3 separate regions of the Mus musculus genome follow, and regions 2 and 3 are each linked to region 1. A link is a contact called in public ChIA-PET and HiChIP or PLAC-seq data. All regions are on one chromosome and are shown on one strand. The core of a region is the stretch at or near the end of the contact, and the rest is flanking DNA. Distances in the headings are between cores, read along the strand shown. Region 1 has its middle 39 kb from the start of Rasa2. Region 2 overlaps Pxylp1 (2-phosphoxylose phosphatase 1). Region 3 has its middle 12 kb from the start of Gm28729.

The links. ChIA-PET counts read pairs in DNA pulled down with a chosen protein or histone mark. HiChIP or PLAC-seq counts read pairs in DNA pulled down with a chosen protein or histone mark.
Region 2: a contact with region 1 is called in an H3K27ac HiChIP or PLAC-seq map of embryonic fibroblasts, with 3 times the contacts expected there. The contact joins two enhancer-like sites. A contact is called at or near these places in 4 of 115 datasets of contacts at active chromatin or transcription factors (bone marrow-derived macrophages, embryonic fibroblasts, embryonic stem cells and 1 more) and 3 of 9 other capture datasets (adipose tissue, embryonic stem cells and liver).
Region 3: an RNA polymerase II ChIA-PET map of memory CD8 T cells shows a contact between it and region 1, with 10 read pairs. The contact joins two enhancer-like sites. A contact is called at or near these places in 1 of 15 datasets of contacts at CTCF or cohesin (CD8 T cells), 8 of 115 datasets of contacts at active chromatin or transcription factors (bone marrow-derived macrophages, effector CD8 T cells, embryonic stem cells and 3 more) and 3 of 9 other capture datasets (adipose tissue, embryonic stem cells and liver).

The regions. Positions count from the first base shown.
Region 1 is chr9:96,668,668-96,671,548 of GRCm38.p6, reverse strand. No RefSeq gene overlaps it. Among named protein-coding and RNA genes, the nearest start is that of Rasa2, 39 kb to the right of the region's middle. Within about 2 kb of position 1,503, at least 263 of the 459 cell types and tissues checked have an H3K27ac peak or open chromatin away from gene starts, as enhancers often do. A contact at or near this core is called in CD8 T cells, adipose tissue, bone marrow-derived macrophages and 2 more, where this site is marked.
Region 2 is chr9:96,843,479-96,846,359 of GRCm38.p6, reverse strand. The region is part of intron 2 of Pxylp1 (2-phosphoxylose phosphatase 1); the gene reads left to right. Among named protein-coding and RNA genes, the nearest start is that of Pxylp1, 45 kb to the left of the region's middle. Within about 2 kb of position 1,494, at least 90 of the 459 cell types and tissues checked have an H3K27ac peak or open chromatin away from gene starts, as enhancers often do. A contact at or near this core is called in embryonic fibroblasts, where this site is marked.
Region 3 is chr9:96,535,796-96,538,676 of GRCm38.p6, reverse strand. It overlaps the pseudogene Gm8495. Among named protein-coding and RNA genes, the nearest start is that of Gm28729, 12 kb to the right of the region's middle. Within about 2 kb of position 1,431, at least 206 of the 459 cell types and tissues checked have an H3K27ac peak or open chromatin away from gene starts, as enhancers often do. A contact at or near this core is called in CD8 T cells, adipose tissue, bone marrow-derived macrophages and 1 more, where this site is marked.

The sequences.
Region 1 (2,881 bases), core at 254-2,753:
TCTAACGTAAGTGGTACAACCTCCTTTTAGGACACATTGAAGAAAAAGCTGATTAAAACAGCACCAAACATTCAACATCAGCCAAGACCCGGCCAGGCGGTGCGCCAGATGCTTTCATCTTTATTTAAAAGAATCTGGGGGAAAAGGTATTACTTTCACTAATCACTAGATGCGGAGCCTGCGGGCCCAAGCCAATGACTCCACTCGTCTAGGTGTTGAAAATGTACTTAGAACAGAGATGAGACACCCTGTTTATTTACTGGGCAATTCCTCAACTTCAGATATCAATTTACCAATCCACAAACTACACCCTTCCACATGTCACTCTGTATACGGAACAAGCAACCGTGAACTTCCCATCCTGCCTCTCCCTGGTTGTCCAATCAGCTCGCAGAAGCACGGCAGGACAGACAGCTATGAAGATCGACCCAATTTCCAGGAGCTCTCAAGGTTAAGAGAAGTATCTCCTATAAAGTAGATTAAGTATAAACTCAATAAAGGTAAAAAGCAGCTTAGTATAGTTGTGTACACATATGTAGCCGCTGTGTATTGAAAGAGCTAATACATGTATGTGGGAACATTGTTTTCACACGATACAATCATTCTGTAGATGTCAGAGACCCCTCTGCCCACCCTGCACCCCCTTTGTGTGTGTGTGTGTGTGTGTGTGTGTGTGTGTACATGTACATTCTTGCCCTTTTTGGTTTTTCGAGACAAGGTTTCTCTGTGTAGCCCTGGCTGTCCTGGGACTCACTCTGTAGACCAGGCTGGCCTCAAACTCAGAAATCCACCTGCCTTTGCCTCCCGAGTGCTGGGATTAAAGGCGTGGACCACCACGACCAGCTATACTGTCTCTTTAAACTAGAATGCAGGAACAACCTACCCCTCTTGGTCTTTCAATGCCTGCCTAACGTGTAACTGTATGATGAACGTGTAACGAGTTTGCTAATGGTGACCATTTGTTTTCAATCTTTTGCTTTTGCTTACACATTTTTGATAGATTTTTATAGCAAATGTAAAAATAAATTGGGGAAAAGGCTTTCTGTGTGTCTCTCTCTCTTTTAAACACAAAGTCCTGACAGACAAAACCCCATCCCATTATGAGGTTTCTTGGAAGTTTGCATGAGTTCAAATTCTGAGTTTCTCCAAGCTATTCAGAATTCTGCTCTTTGTTTTGAATGTCATATAAACAAAAGCTCGTGTCTTCGAGAATTCTCCTTGCCTGAACAAATGCCATGATGGAAGGGGAAAACCCTACAAAGGAGGCTGGGCCAAAGTTGAACTAGAAGTAGAAATCTCTCTCTGCGACATCTCATCTCGGCTGCGTCCCACTCTCCAGTCATCTCTGTGCATCTCTGTGGGCTGAGGAACCGCCTCTGCTCTTCCAGGCTGTGGGTGGAAGATGCGGTCTCCCCACTTCCCAGGCATTTTCCGACCTGCCATGCCCCGCGTGCGCGGATTGGTTCCTCCATGGTCAGGAGTTTGCCCCTGGTCCAATGAGCTCTCACTGTAGAGTCAGAACCCCGCAGCGGAAGACAGATGCACAGGCTCCACCCACAGGTGAACCTCACGCTGGAAAAGGCTCTCGAGTGCCACCCCGTGGTCCTACAAAGACAAGAGGTTTGGGGAAAAGCTGTTAAAAACAAAACCCTGCAGGATGCTGGAAGATCTGTCATCACGGCTTCAATTTGACTGCTTAGCTTCCTGGGCTGGAGTTCCCCAGGACAGCTGTGCCTGGACAGTCAATCAAAGATCCGCCTGACCTAGATGTGGGCTAATGAGTGAGCGGCAGCAGCGTTTTGCGTTGATTTGTGAGTTAGATGAACTGCAGCGATAGAAGATGTGAATTTGTGCATCTATAAAGGATGCCTCAGCAGCTGCCCACCATGGATCTGAAAAGTAACCTTACTCTGATAGTATCGATTTCACTTTGCTGGGCTGTTTTTTTTTTTTTTAGGGACGTTTGGGATGGCATGGTGCTCCATGCCTTTAATCTCAGCACAGGCAAGGTCGAGCCTGGCCTACATACCAAGCTCCAGGACAGCCAGGGCAACATATATTCAGACTCGTTTAGCTAGTAGCATTTGGTTTTAGACATGTTCTTTTTGAGACTTAAATTTTGTTTAATTTGTGTGTACCTGTGTGTTCACACATGCATGTGTGTGTATTCAGGAACACAGGCCATTTCACACACGTGAGGTCAGAGAACTTTCAGGAGTCGGTCCTCTCCTTCAAACCATTTGGATCTCAGAGAATAAATTCCCGTATTCAAGCTGAACCATCTAGCTGCCTCCCTTTTGGAGAATTTTGTTTTAATATTCATTTTTTTATTTTCAATTCTGCATGTCTGTGTGCAGACATGTGCGTTTGTGTGCAGATGCCTGCAGAAGTCAGAGGTGTTGGATCCCTCTGGAGCTGGAGTTAGAAGCCATTGTAAGTGGCTGATGTGACCCTGGGGACCAAAATCGGGCTCACTGCAAGAGCCACCTCTCCTGCAATCTCTTTGAGAATTTTTAAATAAATATAGTTGTATCTGAAAGTGAACATGCTTTGAGAATAAGCCGGTGGAGGCTTACTTAGACTTTCTGGCGGCTGCAGTCCTGTCCCCCAATGAAAGTATAAGCAGGGAAGCCCACCAGCTCTGCAGTGTGGTGGCATCTGAAGGCAGCAGAACCACTGTCATGGAGGGATGCTACTTCTGTGCACAGGGAGAGGGAAATCCCACCAGCAGAGGTCACTGATGTACCAGGAGGGAGTCCAACGCAGCTCTTCTCACACTTGTGCCTGCCTTGCTCCCTGCGCAGCAAGTTGAAGGGAATCAGTGCAGAACTGTGTGCACGCTGTTGACACATTTTCTTCATGAGGCCCACCTTTGGTACCT
Region 2 (2,881 bases), core at 245-2,744, 170 kb before region 1:
TCTTTCCCTCAAGGTTTAAGTGGTTTCCACTCTCACATATTAGTGGCTGCAAGACAGATGCATAGGCGTTAGCCTGAGGAGGTAGGGCCAGGGCTTGTAGCTCTCAGGAAGCCCCTTGGCTCCCTCTCCACTACGGCTTATGGTACCCTTTCTGGCTGATGGCTGGATTAGGGCCAGTTGAGCCTAGTCAGCACTGCCTGCCGGTGAAGCCTGGAGGCCAGGTGGAGAGAGGGAATTGGGGAAGGGAACATTTTTGTCATCCTCCTGCTTTCAAGAAGTTTGCTCTTTGCTTCTGAGAGTAGGGGACTGACTTGGTCAGTGTTCTGTTAATGTGTGTGAGGAGACATCATGACCAAGGCAACTCTTATAAGGGAAAGCATTTCATTGGGGGCTGGCTTAACAGTTTCAGAGGTCTACTGCATGGGAAGCATGGTGGTATACGGGCAGACATGGTGCTGGAGAGATAGCTGGGAGTTCTATGTCTGGATCAGTAGGCAGCAGGAAGAGAGAGAGAGAGAGACACCGGGTCTGACTTGAGCTTCTGAAACCCCAAAGCCCATCCCCACTGACACACTTCCCCCAACAAGGCCACACCTCCTAATCCCTGTCAAGTAGTGCCACTCCCTAATGACCAAGCCTTCAAATATATGAGCCTGGGGGGGGGCATTCTTATTCAAACCACCACCATGCTGTAAAGGGAGGCATTAATGGGGATGCTCTCTGTCATTTCTTTGAGACTCTGTCAGCATCTTCATTCAGGCATTACAGGGGTGTGGGCAGGATGAAATGGGATGGAGGCTGATGGAGATCTTCTTTCTGCTTAATGATCACACGACAGAGAAGGTGCCCGTGGATAGCCAGTTACCAGGGAGAACTTACTGTGCCACACATGTCACCCACAGTGGCATTGTGGCCCCAGGGCACACATGGAGAGTTGAGCATTTTTTCCATCTACACAGCAGAACTCATGAACCTTCTATCTGCCCTCTGTCTCTGTACACATGCCCCCCCCCGCCCCCGCCCCAATGGTCCGTTCTTCTTTTCATCTAAGCTGCCATCATCTGATTTGGAACAGCAGTGTTTCTAGTTGGCCTGGGGAGGGAGCGGTGCTGCAGCCGAATTGCAGGAGACATGGGCAAGGGCTGATGGGATAAGTGTGTCTCAAACGCAGGCTCCAGACATTTCCCAGCCTCTGAGCCTGTCCCTGTACTCACTGCCTACTCCAGAAGAGCCAGTCCCTAAGAGCTCATGTGGCAAGTGGCACAATGCCAGGATCCAAGCATCCTCCAGCTGCAAGGACCTGCCCCACCAGGCCCCGCCTCTGTCAGCCCCTCATAGGACTCCCTGGGTGTCATTCATCCCTTCTGGGTCAGTTGGACCAGTTCTCTCAGAGTTCTGAGGCAAGGCCTGAGCCAGGTTGCTGACCACAGCAGGGAGCTACACACCAGCCTCTCAGAACCGGGAAAGCCTGTCTCAGGCCATCCCCTCTCCAGGCTGCTTGAGTAACCCAGATTCTCCAGAGGACTCAGTGATGCACAGGCTGCAGACCAGAGTATGACTCAGAGCAGATCTTCATCAGCAAGCATTTTTGGAAGAGCTGTCCTCTGCCAGCCATTTGTGTACATAAACACGAAAGAGGCATGATCATGACCTTCTAAGCACTTGGGGTGATGTAATTACACACAGGGCACCCCTTCTTACATGCACTCTGGTATGAGCCTCACAGCTGAAGCTAGACAGACTTTTGGGAGAGGGAGGTAGAAACAACGTGTAAACTCAGAGTGGCCTTCCTGGAGGAGGCAGCTCCTGGCAGATTCATGCAACAGGAACTGGGTGGGCTGAATTACAAGCAAGCAGGACCATTGAGGGAAGCATGCTAGAGGGTGCTCTCTGAGTGGCACAGATGCCACCGGGATGAAGAAGAGCTGAGACTTCACATACACCCACCTGAGAGCCTCTGGGAGTGCCTGGGATTTAAAGGACTCCCCAGAGAGCCCCTGAGGGTGAAAACCCTGTCTGGATGTTCACCTCAGCAATAATGAACAAGACTAAGGAGCCCCAGTGACAGAGGAAGCAGCAAAGATCTTTCCAGATGTAAGCTCTCCTTCTGATTGCAATATTTTCATTTGTGGTCTTCCTTGGCACCATCCACCAGGTCCCACTGACCCCCACCCCCAAGGCCTCACAGCGTGTGCTTTCAGATAACCCAGGATTCCACACACTCTATTCTCTTACCCCTCAAATATCTGCTTAACTGCACCCTGCCTTGGCCTCGAGGAAGTGAACTATAAGCCGGCCAGGGAACCTGAATTTGATAGACTCTGTATAAAAAGCACAGTAAAGACCTGCAGAAGCTACGCAGCCAGGAGGGCGAGCCATCACAGTGCCACCATGGGACATCTGCTTCACTCCCCATCCCCCCCCCCCACAGTAAATTAGCTCCAGGCACCAGAGCTGTGCGTTGGCCTGTGCGTTGGCCGTTAACATCTCCCAACTGTGGGGAAGAGAGGCTCCAGCTGCAGCCAAGTTCAGAACTGGGGAACGGTCAACTCCAAAAGTTTTTTATTGTTGTTTTATTTAGTAAAGCCTACAAATACGTCTATGTCTATTAAGACCTGGTAATAAATGTTTGTTCTTTCGCATATAGAATGCACGTAACATGTGACTACTATAAATATATTTATGCTAAATTCACACAGATATTTGTAGGAAAACAAAATACTTGTTGGCATGCGTTCCTTCTGCTCCCCAGATGGAACGCACTGTGGCATTGTGGGACATCTGATGCGTTGCTGGGTTCTCACCTAGGGAACAAATGTCTGACTACTCCGTGTGATGGTGAATCTTGTCAACTTGATAGGATTTAAAATCACCATGGGAT
Region 3 (2,881 bases), core at 182-2,681, 130 kb after region 1:
TGTGGCAGCGCCAAAGAGTAGACTAGAGATAACTGATGCCCCACGTGAGAAACAGATTGTCCCCTGTGTGCCTCAGCATTCCTGAGCACCCCTAAATTAACAACAGCCCCGTGGCCCCATAAGAGTTTAACGTTAACAAAGAGTTGGGGGGGTCTGAACCTTTTTCATGTGGACTAAAACTTGTAATAAATACCAGTATTCTTTCTGACAGTTTATTAGCAGGGCAGGGATTGGTGGGTGAGTGGTTTCCGTTTTTTGTTTTGTTTGTTGTTTTAATTCTCAAGGTTGGCCTTGAACTCCCGATTCTCCTCCTGCACTCCTAGTGCTGTGTTGAGAGCCTGCACCACCATGTCCAGCCCTGTACCCTGAGTAAGCATGCCGTTCTTTAAAGGGCAGGGGCCATAATTTGAATTTCCCTTTCTAACTCCCATGATTCAGAATAAACAATGCCTAAAACCATTATGGTTCCTTTCTACTCCACGTCCATGCCTGCTACTAAGCTCCTCTGCAAGCTTTCCTCGCAGTGAGTCTTTTGGGTGATTTGATATTCTTAAATAACCAACCATTACTTTCATCTTAATTTTCATATGCATCTTCACCTGAAGTTCCATCTTTTTTTTTTTCTTTTTTTTGGCTCGGTGTGTTTTCTTATTTTTGTTGGTCTCCATCACAGATGGGATTTTTTTCACTGGTAATTCCTCAGAACTAAATCCATTCATAGGGAATTCAGAGCAGTGAAAATAAATTTCACGCCTTAGAGTGGGGAATGGTAACAATAAAAAGGAGCCAAGGGATCTTGGAAGAAGACTAGCCCAGCTCAGTTCTCCACTGGTGGTGGGGTTTGCACAGGCTGGCTCACATAACCTGCACCGCAGTCCTTAGGGATCTTCAGCTCCTCCGGCTTCCTCCTATCAGTGAGAGACCTGCCAGAGAAGAACCACCGCTGGTTGCCTGGCACCACACTCTCCGGCAGGTAAGTGCCCCGTCATGTGAAACACTGTGTCTGTGTGCGGACCACAAGCTTGAGGTCTTTGCCTGGGCAGAGCCTCAGATGGAGCTGATGCGTGTCCAGAATTGGGAGGTGGCTCGGGAACATCCAGAGTCTCCATGTCACTCTCTTCCTCCACCGTGCTGATTGGTGGTGCCAGGCAATAGACTGGCAGCGGGTACCGGTTGCCCAGCTCATCGTAGCACTCTGTCAGGGCACTGTGTGGTAGTGTTATGTTTGCACCATCAATGATTGCCTGTGCCAATTCATGATCATTGCTTTCAAAAGCCTGTGCAGTGGCCTTCAAAGCATCCCAGATCTCCTTTCCGGCCTTCAAAAGCTGGTGCAGTGTCCCGGAATTCATCCCTCTTGCTGCACAGTTGTCCATCTGTTAGAGGATAGTCGGTTTTCCATTCTGGTTTCTCCTTTTTCAAAGGCTGGTTTATGATCTAGAGCAACTCCCATGCGGGAGGAGTCTGGGCTGCTGGGCGCCCACGCACCCGTCCCTGGGGCCGCGGCCGCCACCAAAGGGTGCTCGTCCCACCGCCTCGCCCAGCCCTTTCCTCCGTGCCCACTTCTACCTCAGCCCCCGGCCACCTGGCCCGCAGACCCGGCCCGCGTGCTTTCCTCAGCTCCCGCTCGACCCCGCCAGGCCGGACTTGGACCATCCCGGGCGGGCCGCAGCAAACGCTCCTCCCATGCTTCCCCACGCCCCCGCGTCTAGGCCCCAGCACTGCTGCCGCTGCTGCCAGGCAGCCAGGCTCCACTGTCCCCTTCCTCTGAAGTTACATCATTGGTTACTGTTTTAGTTCCATCCAGAGTTTCAGCACCAAATGTAAGGTGCAGTAAAACCACTGAACTGGACTATCTGGGGAGAAAGAAAGGTTCATTGGGAACCAAAGAAGCAAAATGGTGGCAGAGCAAGAGGTTTTTATATGCCAGTCAACAGAGTGGTCCTTGGGCTGATACAGACTGTTCATGTTGACAGGGAACTAGGTCCCTTACCCAGGGTAGTTGACCTTTGGGGGCAAGATTAAGAGAGGTTCCTCGTTAGCAGAAACCCACCTTTAAGCCTCAACCCAGCCAAAATCCTATCTCAGACATTGGCCTCGGCACTGCCATTTTGAGGAGCAGCTTTAAGCTATCAGTGACTAAAAAGCTCATGCCTTAAAATGTTGCATCATAGCCAGACAGTGGTGGCGCACGCCTTTAATCCCAGCACTTGAGAGGCAGAGGCAGGTAGATTTCTGAGTTCGAGGCCAGCCTGGTCTATAGAGTGAGTTCCAGGACAGCCAGGGCTATACAGAGAAATCCTGTCTCAAAAAAAAAAAAAAAAAAAAAAAAAAAAAAAAGGAAAGGAAGAGGAAGGAGGAGGAGGAGGAGGGGGAGGAACAGCTATATGCAACAGACTGATAGCTAGCTATGCACTAAGTGGGGAAATCGGGGTGAGGTAAACATGTCTGCTTTCTACTTTTGCTTCAGAAATGGTGCTTAAAACACCATTGGCCAGAGCAATAAGATGGACTGAAGGGAAAATCAATAAGAAAAAATTAAGTCAGATGAAGACATTAGAAAATTTAAAAAACTAAACAAAAACCTCCCAATAGTCATGGATCAGAATTGCTGTTGTATAAATGAACATATTACTGAAAGTAATTCACATACTCAGAATTTCAATGAGATTCTTTCCAGAAGTAGAAAAAAAAAAAAAAAAAACCCAAAGTGTAAACGGAAGTTTCCAAATAGCCAAAGCAGTGTGAAGCTAGGAGAAGCAGGACTGCAGAAACAGCGCCCCATTTCCCTGTCTACAACTGAGCTGTAGGACGGAGCCTGGGGCTCCAAGCCAGCGTGGAGCTTGGCACAAAGCACAAGTGTACACCAATGCGACAGAGG